Regions from separate parts of the Zea mays genome. Here region 2 is linked to region 1. A link is a contact called in public Hi-C data. All regions are on one chromosome and are shown on one strand. Each heading gives the region's core, a stretch centred on a gene start, on an enhancer-like site or on the middle of the called end of the contact. The rest is flanking DNA. Distances are from core to core; before and after follow the strand shown. Region 1 overlaps LOC100272360. Region 2 holds the start of LOC100192924.

Region 1 (6,197 bases), core at 3,691-6,190:
TTCAAGTTGATCATTGGATCACTTGAGAGGAGTTGAGTGCAACTCTCGTCCGTTGGGACGCCACAACGTGGAGTAGGCAAGTTTTTGTACTTGGCCAAACCACGGGATAACCACCGTGTCATCTCTGTGATTGATTTCTTGTGGTTATTGTGTTTTGACTCCTCTCTAGCCACTTGGCCATACTTGTGCTAACCCTTAACAAGTTTTGTGGCTTAAGTTTTGAAGTTTTACAGGATCACCTATTCACCCCCCCCTCTAGGTGCTCTCACCTCCCCTTTGCGAAGCCGGAACCGACCGAGCTCCCCCTCGATCGTTTCCCTCTTGGTGATCTTGGTGAGCTCGTCTCCCTCGTGCGCGGTTTTGAGCACATCCCAAATCTCCTTGGCGCTCTTCAACCCTTGTACTTTGTTATACTCCTCTCTACTTAGAGAGGCGAGGAGTATTGTTGTTGCTTGAGAGTTGAAGTGCTCGATTTGGGCCACCTCATCCTCATCATAGTCCTCATCCCCTACCGACGGTACCTGTGCACCAAACTCAACAACATCCCATATACTTTTGTGGAGCGAGGTTAGATGAAATCGCATTAAATCGCTCCACCTAGCGTAATCTTCACCATCAAAAGTTGGTGGTTTGCCTAATGGGACGGAAAGTAAAGGTGTATGTTTGGAAATGCGAGCGTAGTGTAGGGGGATCTTACTATACTTCTTGCGCTCTTGGCGCTTAGAAGTGACAGAGGGCGCATCGGAGTCGGAGGTCGATGTTGATGAAGTGTCGGTCTCGTAGTAGACCACCTTCCTCATCCTCTTGTGCTTGTCGCCTTTCCGATGCGGCTTGTGGGAAGAAGATTTTTCCTTCTTCTCTTTGTGGTGAGAAGAGGAAGACTTTTTCTCCTTCCGTTTGGAGGAGTCCTTCTTCTTCTCCTTCCTCTTGGTGCGGGACTCTTCCGATGAAGTGCTCCCGTGGCTTGTAGTGGGCTTTTCGCCGGTCTCCATCTCCTTCTTGGCGTGATCTCTCGACATCACTTCGAGCGGTTAGGCTCTAATGAAGCACCGGGCTTTGATACCAATTGAAAGTCGCCTAGAGGGGGGGTGAATAGGGCGAAACTGAAATTCTCAAAAATAATCACAACTACAAGCCGGGTTAGCGTTAGAAATATAAATGAGTCCACGAGAGAGGGAGCAAAACAAATCGCAAGCAAATGAAGAGTGTGACACGCGGATTTGTTTTACCGAGGTTCGGTTCTTGCAAACCTACTCCCCGTTGAGGAGGCCACAAAGGCCGGGTCTCTTTCAACCCTTCCCTCTCTCAATCGGTCCCTCGGACCGAGTGAGCTTCTCTTCTCAAATCACTTGGGAAACAAACTTCCCGCAAGGGCCACCACACAATTGGTGCCTCTTGCCTCAATTACAAGTGAGTGTTTGATCACAAGAAAGAATCAAGAAAGAAAAGAAGCGATCCAAGCGCAAGAGCTCAAATGAACACTACAAATCACTCTCTCTAGTCACTAATGCTTTGTGTGGAGTTGGGAGAGGATTTGATCTCTTTTGGTGTGCTTTGCAATGAATGCTAGCTCTTGTATAGTGGTTGGAAGCTGGAAAACTTGGATGCAATGAATGGTGGGGTGGTTGGGGTATTTATAGCCCCAACCACCAAAAGTGGCCGTTGGGAGGCTGCCTGCTCGATGGCGCACCGGACAGTCCGGTGCACACCGGATAGTCCGGTGCCCCCTGCCATGTCATCACTGCCGTTGGATTCTGACCGTTGGAGCTTCTGACTTGTGGGCCCGCCTGGGTGTCCGGTGCACACCGGACAAGTACTGTTTGCTGTCTGGTGTGCCAGTATGGGCACGCCTGCCATCTCCGCGCGCAGAGCGCGCATTAAATGCGCGGCAGAGAGCCGTTGGCGCGGAGATAGCCGTTGCACCGGAGTCGCACCGGACAGTCCGGTGCACACCGGACAGTCCGGTGAATTATAGTGGACTAGCCGTTGGAGTTTCCCGAAGCTGGCGAGTTCCTGAGGCCGACTTCCCTTGGCGCACCGGACACTGTCCGGTGTACACCGGACAGTCCGGTGAATTATAGCCGAGTCGCCTCCGGCAATTCCCGAAGGTGGCGAGTTTGAGTCTGAGTCCCCCTGGTGCACCGGACATGTCCGGTGGCACACCGGACAGTCCGGTGCGCCAGACCAGGGGTGCCTTCGGTTGCCCCTTTGCTCCTTTGTTGAATCCAAAACTTGGTCTTTTTATTGGCTGAGTGTGAACCTTTTACACCTGTATAATCTATACACTTGGGCAAACTAGTTAGTCCAAAGATTTGTGTTGGGCAATTCAACCACCAAAATTATATATGAACTAGGTGTAAGCCTAATTCCCTTTCAAGAACTTACTCCGCGCTCCCTTAGGAACGACTTTGTAGCTTCGAAACTTACTCTGCGCTCCCTTAGGGACGGCTTTGTAGCTTTGGAATTTAATTTTTGTCACACTCGATGATGTAACAACAATATTATTACATCACGTTGAAAATTAATCCCTCCTGTATTGTTTTTCTTTCAAGAAAATATAAAAGCAGAAAGAGTTAAGATACATCAGATCAACATGTTCCTTGGGCGAGCCACTGTAGTCCTTTTAGTAAATATGCTTCGATTCAGGCATAGTGTTGTTGACTGTGCGAGCTTTGGACTCCTCCCGAAGGTCACACTGTTGCTGAGTATGATTGCGCCCTTCTGGCTGCTGATTATGGACCAACGGTGGTTGTGGTGGCAACTGAGGCCAAGAAGTTCAGGAATGGCTTGTCGAAGCAACAGAAGTCATAGGTTGTTGATTGCCTACGTATTCTGGGATGTATGGAGAATAACACGAAGCAGTGTGAAGGACTTGATTCGGCTGACTCTGTCGCGCCTTGGCTTCAGCAATTTCCTTTTGCTTCTGAATCGTGACCTGGCATGTCCTTGTTGTGTGGCCCTTGTCCTCGCCAAAAAAAAGGCAGTACAACTTTCTAGGTTGATTGTCGAACCTTCCTCCACTGAAACTCCTTCCTCCTCTGCCTCTCGGAGCTGGTGGTCTGAAAGAAGTCTGTTGCATGCTCGAAGACTGAGAACTGTGATGGTTATGCTGAACATTGCTAGCCCTTTCATCATTAGCATTGGAGTTATGAATTGATCGTACATGCCTGGGATGAAGTCTCCCTCCAAAGCCCCTGGTCATTTCAGAAAACCTGTAAGCTTCCTCCCTTATTTGGCAAAAATCATTATCGGCCTGGATGTACTCATCCATTTTCTGAAGGAGCTTCTCCAGGGTTTGTGGAGGCTTCTTGACAAACTATTGGGCTGTAGGTCCTAGCCGAAGTCCCTTGATCATGGCTTCAATGACAATTTCATTGGGCACTGTGGGCACTTGTGCTCTCAGACGCAAAAACCTTCGGACATACGCCTAAAGATACTCCTCATGGTCTTGTGTGCATTGAAATAAAGCCTGAGCAGTTACTGGCTTCGTCTGAAACCCTTGGAAACTGGTAACTAGCATATCCTTGAGCTTCTGCCATGATGTAATTATTCCAGGCCGAAGGGAGGAGTACCATGTTTGGGCCATGCTTCGGACTGCCATGACGAAGGACTTTGCCATGAAGCGGTGTTGCCCCCATACGAAGATATTGTTGCCTCGTAGCTCATCAAGAATTGCTTTGGATTCAAGTGTCCGTCATACATGGGCAACTGGGGTGGCTTGTAAGATTGTGGCCATGGGATAGCCTGCAATTCTGCTGCCAGAGGAGAAGCATCATCAAAAGTAAAGTTATCATGATGAAAGTCATCATACCATTCATCTTCGTTGAATAAGCTCTCTTGACGAAGCTCCCTATGCTGAGGCCTTCGGTCCTGGCCATCCTGAGTAAGATGACGCATTTCTTCAGCGGCTTCGTCAATCTTTTTCTGAAGGTCGGCTAGCCAGACCATCTTCTCCTTTTTCCTTTGCACTTGTTGATGAATGGCCTCTAGGTCCCTGATTTCCTGATCAATTTGCTCCTCTTGAAGAGTTGGACTGGTGGGCTTTCTCTTTTGGTTCCTAGCCTCTCGCAGAGAGAGCATCTTGATTTGTATCCATTGGTTGTAGGGCAGCCCCTGGCACCGTTGCCTTCTCCGGTGGCATGTCGAAGATGGATGCTCTTCCGAAGGTTGTGGAAGTGAGTTCACCGGAGGTGTGCGCCAATGTTGGTCATTTGTTCTCAAATGTTATAAATCAAGAACAAGGCAACACAATTGTTAATGGAAAAGACCTTCGTCCTTCGAAGCATTATTTCCTGTTGGATATAATGATCTTCAGACGAAGGTCATGAAGGACACATCTTCATCATTTTATCATATGAAAATGAATATAAATAAGAAAGTGAAGGAATACAGAGGAATATAGAGGAATGAAGATAATAATTGTTATATATCAATAATTCATTTATTATCATCTTCATTAAATATGAATAAGCATTAACGATATTCATATTATAATGGTACCTTCAGCTTGCCAAAAGGTGGGAGAGCGAGAATGGCGCGAGTGCGATTACAATCCAGCGTGCACAGTACGATGTTACTGTTTATCTATTTATAGGCACGGGACGCAGTCCGGATAAAAGTACATTTATATCCCTGTGCCTATAATCCTAACATGAATTATTGAGGACTATAAGGTCTTTAGCCCCTTTCAGTCATCTTCGTGTTTAAGCTTCGTCAATATGTTAAGTCGAAGGTCCTTAGCCTATAGCTTCGTCGACCACTCTTTATCTCCCTTTATTCCGTCATAAGAGAAGTTCTTCATCCCAAAGCCAAAGCTTATTGTAACTATTCATAATCATGCCGTCGGACATTGCACATTGTATTGGGCCACTAAAAGGCTGTTGGGCTGTATTGTTGTCCATGTGTTGATCTGAAATTACAATTTTGCATGTTGCATGCCGCCGGACAACGAATCATTGCCATCCTCCGAGCGTGTGGGCGAAAAAAAAACGCGGCAACGACTGTGTGGCGTCGGCGCAGATGGATTGGGGAAGAATTGGAGTCGCGAAAATTTGAGGGAAGGCAGGGGTCGGATGCGGTACGTCCGGATTTTTGGAGGAAATTGAGGGAACTGTTGGACGATATATTTTTATGTTTTGAAGCCTAAAACGAGTTTTGGGATATGTTTTGGTCGCCTCTTGGAGCTGCTCTGGCCTGTGATCCTAGACATTTTGCTCCTTCGATACAACAATAAAGCTCCTAATATCTTCTACAGGAACAAAAATATGACATTGGACACAAATCTGAAGGGTGTTTCTATTAAAAAATGTCAATAAATTACTTAACAATCCTCCACGGTACATAGTGAAGGAATATCTTATTACATGCAACACAATCACCATGAAAATTTGAAACAGGCATTCAGCTTATTATATGTACAGGAATCTCCACGGAAACAGCCCACAACAACCTCCAACTCTAGAACCACAATGCTATTTCCTATTGAAAGAATTGAACACTAGCTTGAGAAGTCTACTGATCTGATCACAAGGTCAGCATTCTTCCTTGATTCCAGGATAAGCTCTGCATTCGGTCGGTCGTTGTAGGAGATCTGATTCACAAGAACAATTTCAAGATAATAACTGGCAAAATTCAGAAACTGAGCATTGAGGAGAATGACAGGGCATCAGCATTGACAGCTGAACATGATTAACAGAAGAAAAAAATATCCACAATAAAATTGCTGTAAATCTATAACTTTCTTCTAGGAAAATCAATCGATAAAAACAATTCTAAAAAGCTAAGGGGCATCATTTTGGTCGATTGGTGTAAATGGTTATCGAGGTAAAAAAAAGTTCTTGAAAGGAACCATAGTGCAGTTTTATTTGAATTCATCTACGCATAAATATGCATTCTTCATTCTTGTGTGTGGATAGAAAAGCAGGGTTAGGCAAGATAATTACCCTCCATGCTGCTACATCTGGCTCTTTTCCTGACAAGAGAAACAAAACAAACAATGAATATGTGACATAAATAATATAGTGCTGGAATGTGAATGGATTAGAGCAGACCGGTTGCAATATGTCTCTTGAGCACTCTTTGCATGGAGATATCAATGTCAATGTCAATGAACCTAAGAAAGTAATTTGGCCATTAGAAACTACTATTTTCACACCAAAGTCGAAAAGATGATGAAGGGACATTAAAAAAAGTATGTA
Region 2 (5,650 bases), core at 299-2,798, 330 kb before region 1:
AGTGATCTTTGGCTTTGTACAACCACGCATCATGGAGATTCAACTCGACTCTCCACTCCTTTTGCATGTCTTGCTAAACACACACACACACACCCCTACAAGGGGCACAAAAGAAAAAGAACAAAGCGACCACACATCATTCCACGCATGCACAAAGCTTCCCTCTCTCTCTCTCTCTCTCTCTCTCTCTCTCTCTCTCTCTCTCTCTCTCTCTCCTTCCAAGCAAGCAGCTTCATCTTTCGCCTCGCCATGTCTCTGGTTTGCTGCTAGCTGCTGCTCCATTGTTGGCACAGACAATGCTAGGGGAGAAGGTACATAATACTCAACACCACACGCCCACACCCATGCAGGGACGCCTTGGAGAAGAAATAAGACCCCAAAAGAACAAAAGAATTTGCTGGCGCATGCACGCACGCACAGCACAAGCATGCGATAGACGCCTCATCATCAGTTGTTCTTGGCCGAGCCGAGCCCTCTCGCTTCAGACCCTTTCATGATCCTCAGCCTCTTGCAGGTGCTGATGAACATGCTGCAGAGACAAAAGTAGAGGAAAAACCAACGAATCAGATACCGTCGTCCAAATATATATAGACGTACACAATCTCCATGCATATCAAATACTAGTATATATGTTTGGCAAGCACTTATTACCCGAAGGGCACGTCGCCGACGAGCATGAGGTCGCCGTCCTTGTCCTCGTAGGTGACGGCGAAGTCGGAGGGGTTGACGGCGGGCGCGTCGGCGGCGCCGGAGAAGCAGAGGAACATGGCCTCCAGCGCCTCCCGCAGCTCGCGGTAGCCCTTGTACATCTTGAGGTCCACCTTCCTGAGGTAGGGGGCGCCGTCCATGCTCACCTTCACGAACAACCCGCCGGCGGCCGGGGCCTCCTCCGCCAGGGCTGCCGCCGGCTTGTTCTTGGCCGCCGCCTGCTGCTGGAAGCAGCTCTTCCTGTACGACCTCACCGGCGGCCATCCCACCAGCTGAGCCCTGCGCAAGGACGGTGCGTGACGTGAGCCGCTGCATGTGCGCGCCAGGAGTTGCACGCTGCTCTGCTTGCTGCTGCAGACCTGATCTGCGCGCGCGCGTGCGTGCGTGGTGACCGTGAACTAACCGAAGCATCGAATCGCTAACGCTGTAGTCGCTACTCACTTGGCGGCCGGCGGCGGCGCGGCGTCGGCGTCGGCGTCGGTCTCGCAGTCGCGCTTCTTGGGCGCGTCCTCGGGCCCGCTGCTGGCGACGACGTCGCGCTTCTTGCCTCTGGGCGTGGACGGCGGCGGCGGTGCCGCCTTGTGCTGGGGCTCCTCGGCCTCCTCCTTCTCCTCCGTGCCCGGCAGGCCAAGCCTGAGCTCCGTCGCCCTGAGGCTGTCAACGTCGTCGTCGGCCTTGAATCCGTAGCTCGCTGCCGATGCTGCGGCGACCTCCATTGGCGTGTCTTCTTGCTTCTTCCGCACGGCCCGCGTGGGCAATAAAGGCGGTGGTTGCAGCAACCGGCGTCGAGAGGCCGACGAGCTGCGCTGTGCTCTGTCTTGGTCCTTGCTGGTGGTGCCCTTGGCGCTGTGCGTGTGGTTTGGCCGGCGTGATGTTTTATAGAGAGGTGAGGCCTGAGGGAGGGGCGTGTGGGCGTGCGAGGCCCCGCCACCGCCACACACACGTGCCAGAGGTCACAGGCCAGGCCAGAGCCCAGCCATGCGCCGATGGGTGTGCGTGTGGTGCGCGTACAAACCGCTGGGGTGGGTTGCGGAGCAGGGTGCAGCCGTCGGTGGGCCTGCCAGGCCGACCAGGGACAGGCCGGCCCGCCCACCCGCCCCCACACTCCGCCAGTGGCCATCGCGGGCCCCACGGCTTATCCGTCGGGTCACGGGTTAGGCGGCCCATCGCATTCGCATGCGTGTACATACATACTGCCGGGCGGGCGGGTTGTGGACGCACTTCGCAGGCTCCGATCCGATGACCAAAAGCTACATACACTCGGGTCTTGAGGTTCTTTCTGACCGTCTTCTCGACATGGATTTTATTACAGCAATGCAAGGATGAACCCTAAAGCCCGGTCTCTGCCGGGCGCCAAACGAGCGAGTTGAGTATACGGGCCGGCACCCGAATCCATGCACTACTACAAGGATGCCGCTATGGTTGTTACTAACAATTATAAATAGGCAGGCAGGCATGACATGATTAGGACGCATGCGATCATGCATTATTAGAGATATATCGGGGAGCATCTTCGATTCTAATCTGCACATACAATACAATACTATCTATACTCTCTCTCTCTCATCTCCCTCTTCTATGGCCATGCATCATGCATCCATGCACCCCCGTACATACGTTCTTTCTCCTCTTCCCACTAGGCCTTAGCCTGTCCCTTCTTTCTCGAGCCTTCTCGCTTTCTTTAGGTTTGTTGGTTGGCTGGCCAGTGGGGCCTACCTAGGGCAGTAGCCCTAGTGGGGGGGGGGGGGGTGGCTTGTTTATTACCCAGAAAACACGCCTCGCGAAAGCATCGTTAAGCCGCTAACGACAGATATGCCTTGCTTATATAATTTCTATCTCTCTTTGGATACCGCATGCATATATATATATCGGAAAGGATTGTTAATTTTGCACACACAGATAGTGATGTTCCTTTAGCTAACCACTAAATAAAGCTCCTCTTTTTCTTGTTTTGTTTTGTTGTGTGGAACACACACCAGCATGCATGGTCCCCCCCTTCAGGTAAGCTATGATTTTATTTGGTGATGGGATCGATGTCATACTGCGGTGGTCCAGACGCAGAAACCTCTGGAAATTGTCGTCTGATTTGGATTACCTTGTCGTTCATCCTTGCTTTGGATGACTTGCGCTAGATATATGGACCAATTGGGCAGTTCAAATTCATTCCAAATTAACCTTCAGATTATATAGTTTAGATCTTGTGAGCTGTTTTTACTCCCCTCTCCCTATCCTGATCAGTACGTAATAATCCACCACATCGGTTTACTAAAAGATATATGTAATGTTAGATTCTACGGTGTCTAGTATCGATTCCTAAGCTCCTATCCTCAATGACGAGTAGATTTATTCTACTTAGAGGCATAAGGAAACATACATTCATCGTTGTTGTTAACGAGTCCCGCGAGGTGGTGGTGGAGAGGTGTCGTTGTCGTCGGCGTCACCTCCATTTCCCCATGCAGTGGAACAGCGGGTAGCAAGATCCGAGTCGTTTTAGGCAAGTACTAGTATTGGCTTTCCTGCGACCCTTAATCCTTTATACAGTGTTGTGTGACCGGGGGACCAACTAAGGTTAGCGTGGACCCCCAATCAAGGGCCCGATTAAGGAGATGGACAGTTGGGTTAAGCCCAATCCAGTCACTATGACCGGCTGTAGAGGACACATCCAACAATCTCCCCTTTGTTCTCTACATTCCTTATAGTCAACTTTTCTGGATTCCGTCCCTTGACAAGTTTACACATAGAGACCAATGCATGACAATGACCGATTAAGTATCACCGTACTCATTGACTACAACATGCTCCCCTGCTTCAGAAAAAAAAGATACTTTATTAGGTTGCAATCTGTAGCCCCTGTGATTCAAGATCATAGGCACTTCCTTAAACCCATGCCGGTTACGTAATGTGTTAACACGTTGGGTAGAAGGCCTTTCGTGAGCGGACCCACTAGCATCTACTATCTACTGTTATGCTCAACTTTTATGATTTGATCCTGAATCTTCTTCTTAACAACATAACACTAAATGTCAATGAACTTAGCAACGCCACTTGACTTGTTGTTATAGGAGTAAAATACTGATGGCTCATTATCGCAGTAAATTATCAGTAGTCTTTCTATGCTATCAACCGCTCTTAATCCGGGTATGAATTTTTCATCTATATAGCATGCCCATTTGCCGCATACATGGCTACAAACTCAGTGTGCATTGTTGACGATGCATTTGTTGTCTGTTTGCAACTCTTATAAGAAATAACTCCTCCAGATAGTGCAAATACATACCCCGAAGTAGACTTCGGTGTATCTCTACAACATTCTCAATGAGCATCTGCATAGCCAACTATTCGTAGGGAACTAGATCTTCTGTATGTTAGCATGATACCATTTTAGTACCTTGTAGGTATCGTAGGTACCTCAGAGCCTTCTTGTCTGCTTTACAGTGTTCTATGCTTGGGTTGATCTGATATCTCCCAATCATCCGGTAGTAAATTCTAAGTCAGGGCGAATATATATTTTGAGCATACATAATGCTTCCGATAGTAGAAGCATATGGTACTGACTTCATCTGATCTTTTTGACACTGATAATTCCCAAACTTATCACCCTTGACTATTGGCGCATGCGTGGCCTTACACTGATGCATACTATACTTCTTTAGTACTTTTCTATGTATGACTTCTGTGAGAGTCCTAATACTCCCTTATGTCTACCTCTGTGAATTTTTATTTATATAACATAAGAGGCTTCTCCCCTGTCTTTCATTTCAACTTTATAATAGTCTGATCAATGATTTCAAGTCGTCCGATTAATCGTGATTAGTTGTGATTAGTCGGGCAAGTCAGTTTTGTTGATGCAACTAGGAAGTCCAACCTGATCTGCCCGATTAATCTTCTGGTCGTCCAACTAATCGTCGACTTAATGCGATTAGTCGTCCAATTTGGGTGGGGATGACTAGGATCTGTTTTTGTCGTGGACTCCTGGTTGTGGCCCAATTTGGGTGGGAACGACTAATGGGCTGGTAATAGGGCCCATCAGTGTTAGGGTTTAGTAAAACTGGTTGCTACCCTTTGCCCCTCTCCCTATTCTACCAACAAACTGTTTGATTCTAGCAGTTGCCCTCTCCTTGTTCCTCAACGACGGCTGCCCACTCCTTGCTCCTCAATGGCTGCCTGTTCCTCAACGGTTGCAGCCTCCTTGGTGGCGACGGCAGCAGCCTACGCAGCGGCAAGATGAGTACATTTCCTGAAGGTACCATTCATCGTTACACCCCTATGTGATATGTTCCCTTCTTGAATTCCCCTCTGTTCATCTCTCTGTTCATCACTGCACTCTTCAATTCATCTCTGCACCTACACAACCCTCAATTCTTTCATTCTTTGTGTTAGCGACTGGTGTGACTGATGTTCTAAAATATGAACTCTGATTTGTCCAGTTCTAGTATTCAATATTCATCTTTGCTATGTTTGGTATTGCCTCCTATATGCTATATTGTTATATATATTATATATCATATATTATATATATAGGTTCTGTAAATATGCAGGACAACTATGTGGACACCCAAGTCGACTAGGACCCGATTATTCGGCCTAATCGTCGTCCTAATCGCGATTAGTCGCCTGGTCGCCCAGGTGGATCGACTAGCAAGTTGACCGACTCGAAATCGTCGAGTCTGATCAAACTTAATGTACCACTGTCTGGAGGCTTGTTTTAATCCACAAATGGACCCCCTTATGTGACATCCCATATATTCTTTACCGCTCACGACAAAAGCCTTTGGTTGTTCCATGAACATGTTTTCTACCAACTCTGCATTTAGGAATATTGTGTTTACATCCATTGATGGAGCTCTAGATCAATATGGGCCACTAATACCATAATGACCAGAATGAATCTTTCGTTGAGACAGGTGAGAAGGTTTCATGGTAGTTAATGCCTTCTCTTTGT

What was found. A called contact is a pair of places that touch in the nucleus more often than the background predicts.
Region 2: a contact with region 1 is called in a Hi-C map of ear, with 2.2 times the contacts expected there. The contact joins the promoter of LOC100192924 here to the enhancer-like site in region 1. A contact is called at or near these places in 2 of 25 Hi-C or Micro-C datasets (ear and tassel).

Annotation. Positions count from the first base shown.
Region 1 is chr3:119,127,749-119,133,945 of Zm-B73-REFERENCE-NAM-5.0, reverse strand. LOC100272360 reads right to left here. Exons shown (of 12, transcript NM_001146843.1): 10 at 6,051-6,112; 11 at 5,943-5,971; 12 at 5,280-5,590. The coding sequence ends at 5,498. Among protein-coding and RNA genes, the nearest start is that of LOC100272360, 16 kb to the right of the region's middle. Within about 2 kb of position 4,940, at least 7 of the 20 cell types and tissues checked have an H3K27ac peak or open chromatin away from gene starts, as enhancers often do. A contact at or near this core is called in ear, where this site is marked.
Region 2 is chr3:119,454,039-119,459,688 of Zm-B73-REFERENCE-NAM-5.0, reverse strand. LOC100192924 reads right to left here and starts at 1,548. Exons shown (of 3, transcript NM_001138108.1): 1 at 1,150-1,548; 2 at 652-987; 3 at 1-529. The coding sequence starts at 1,424. The coding sequence ends at 448.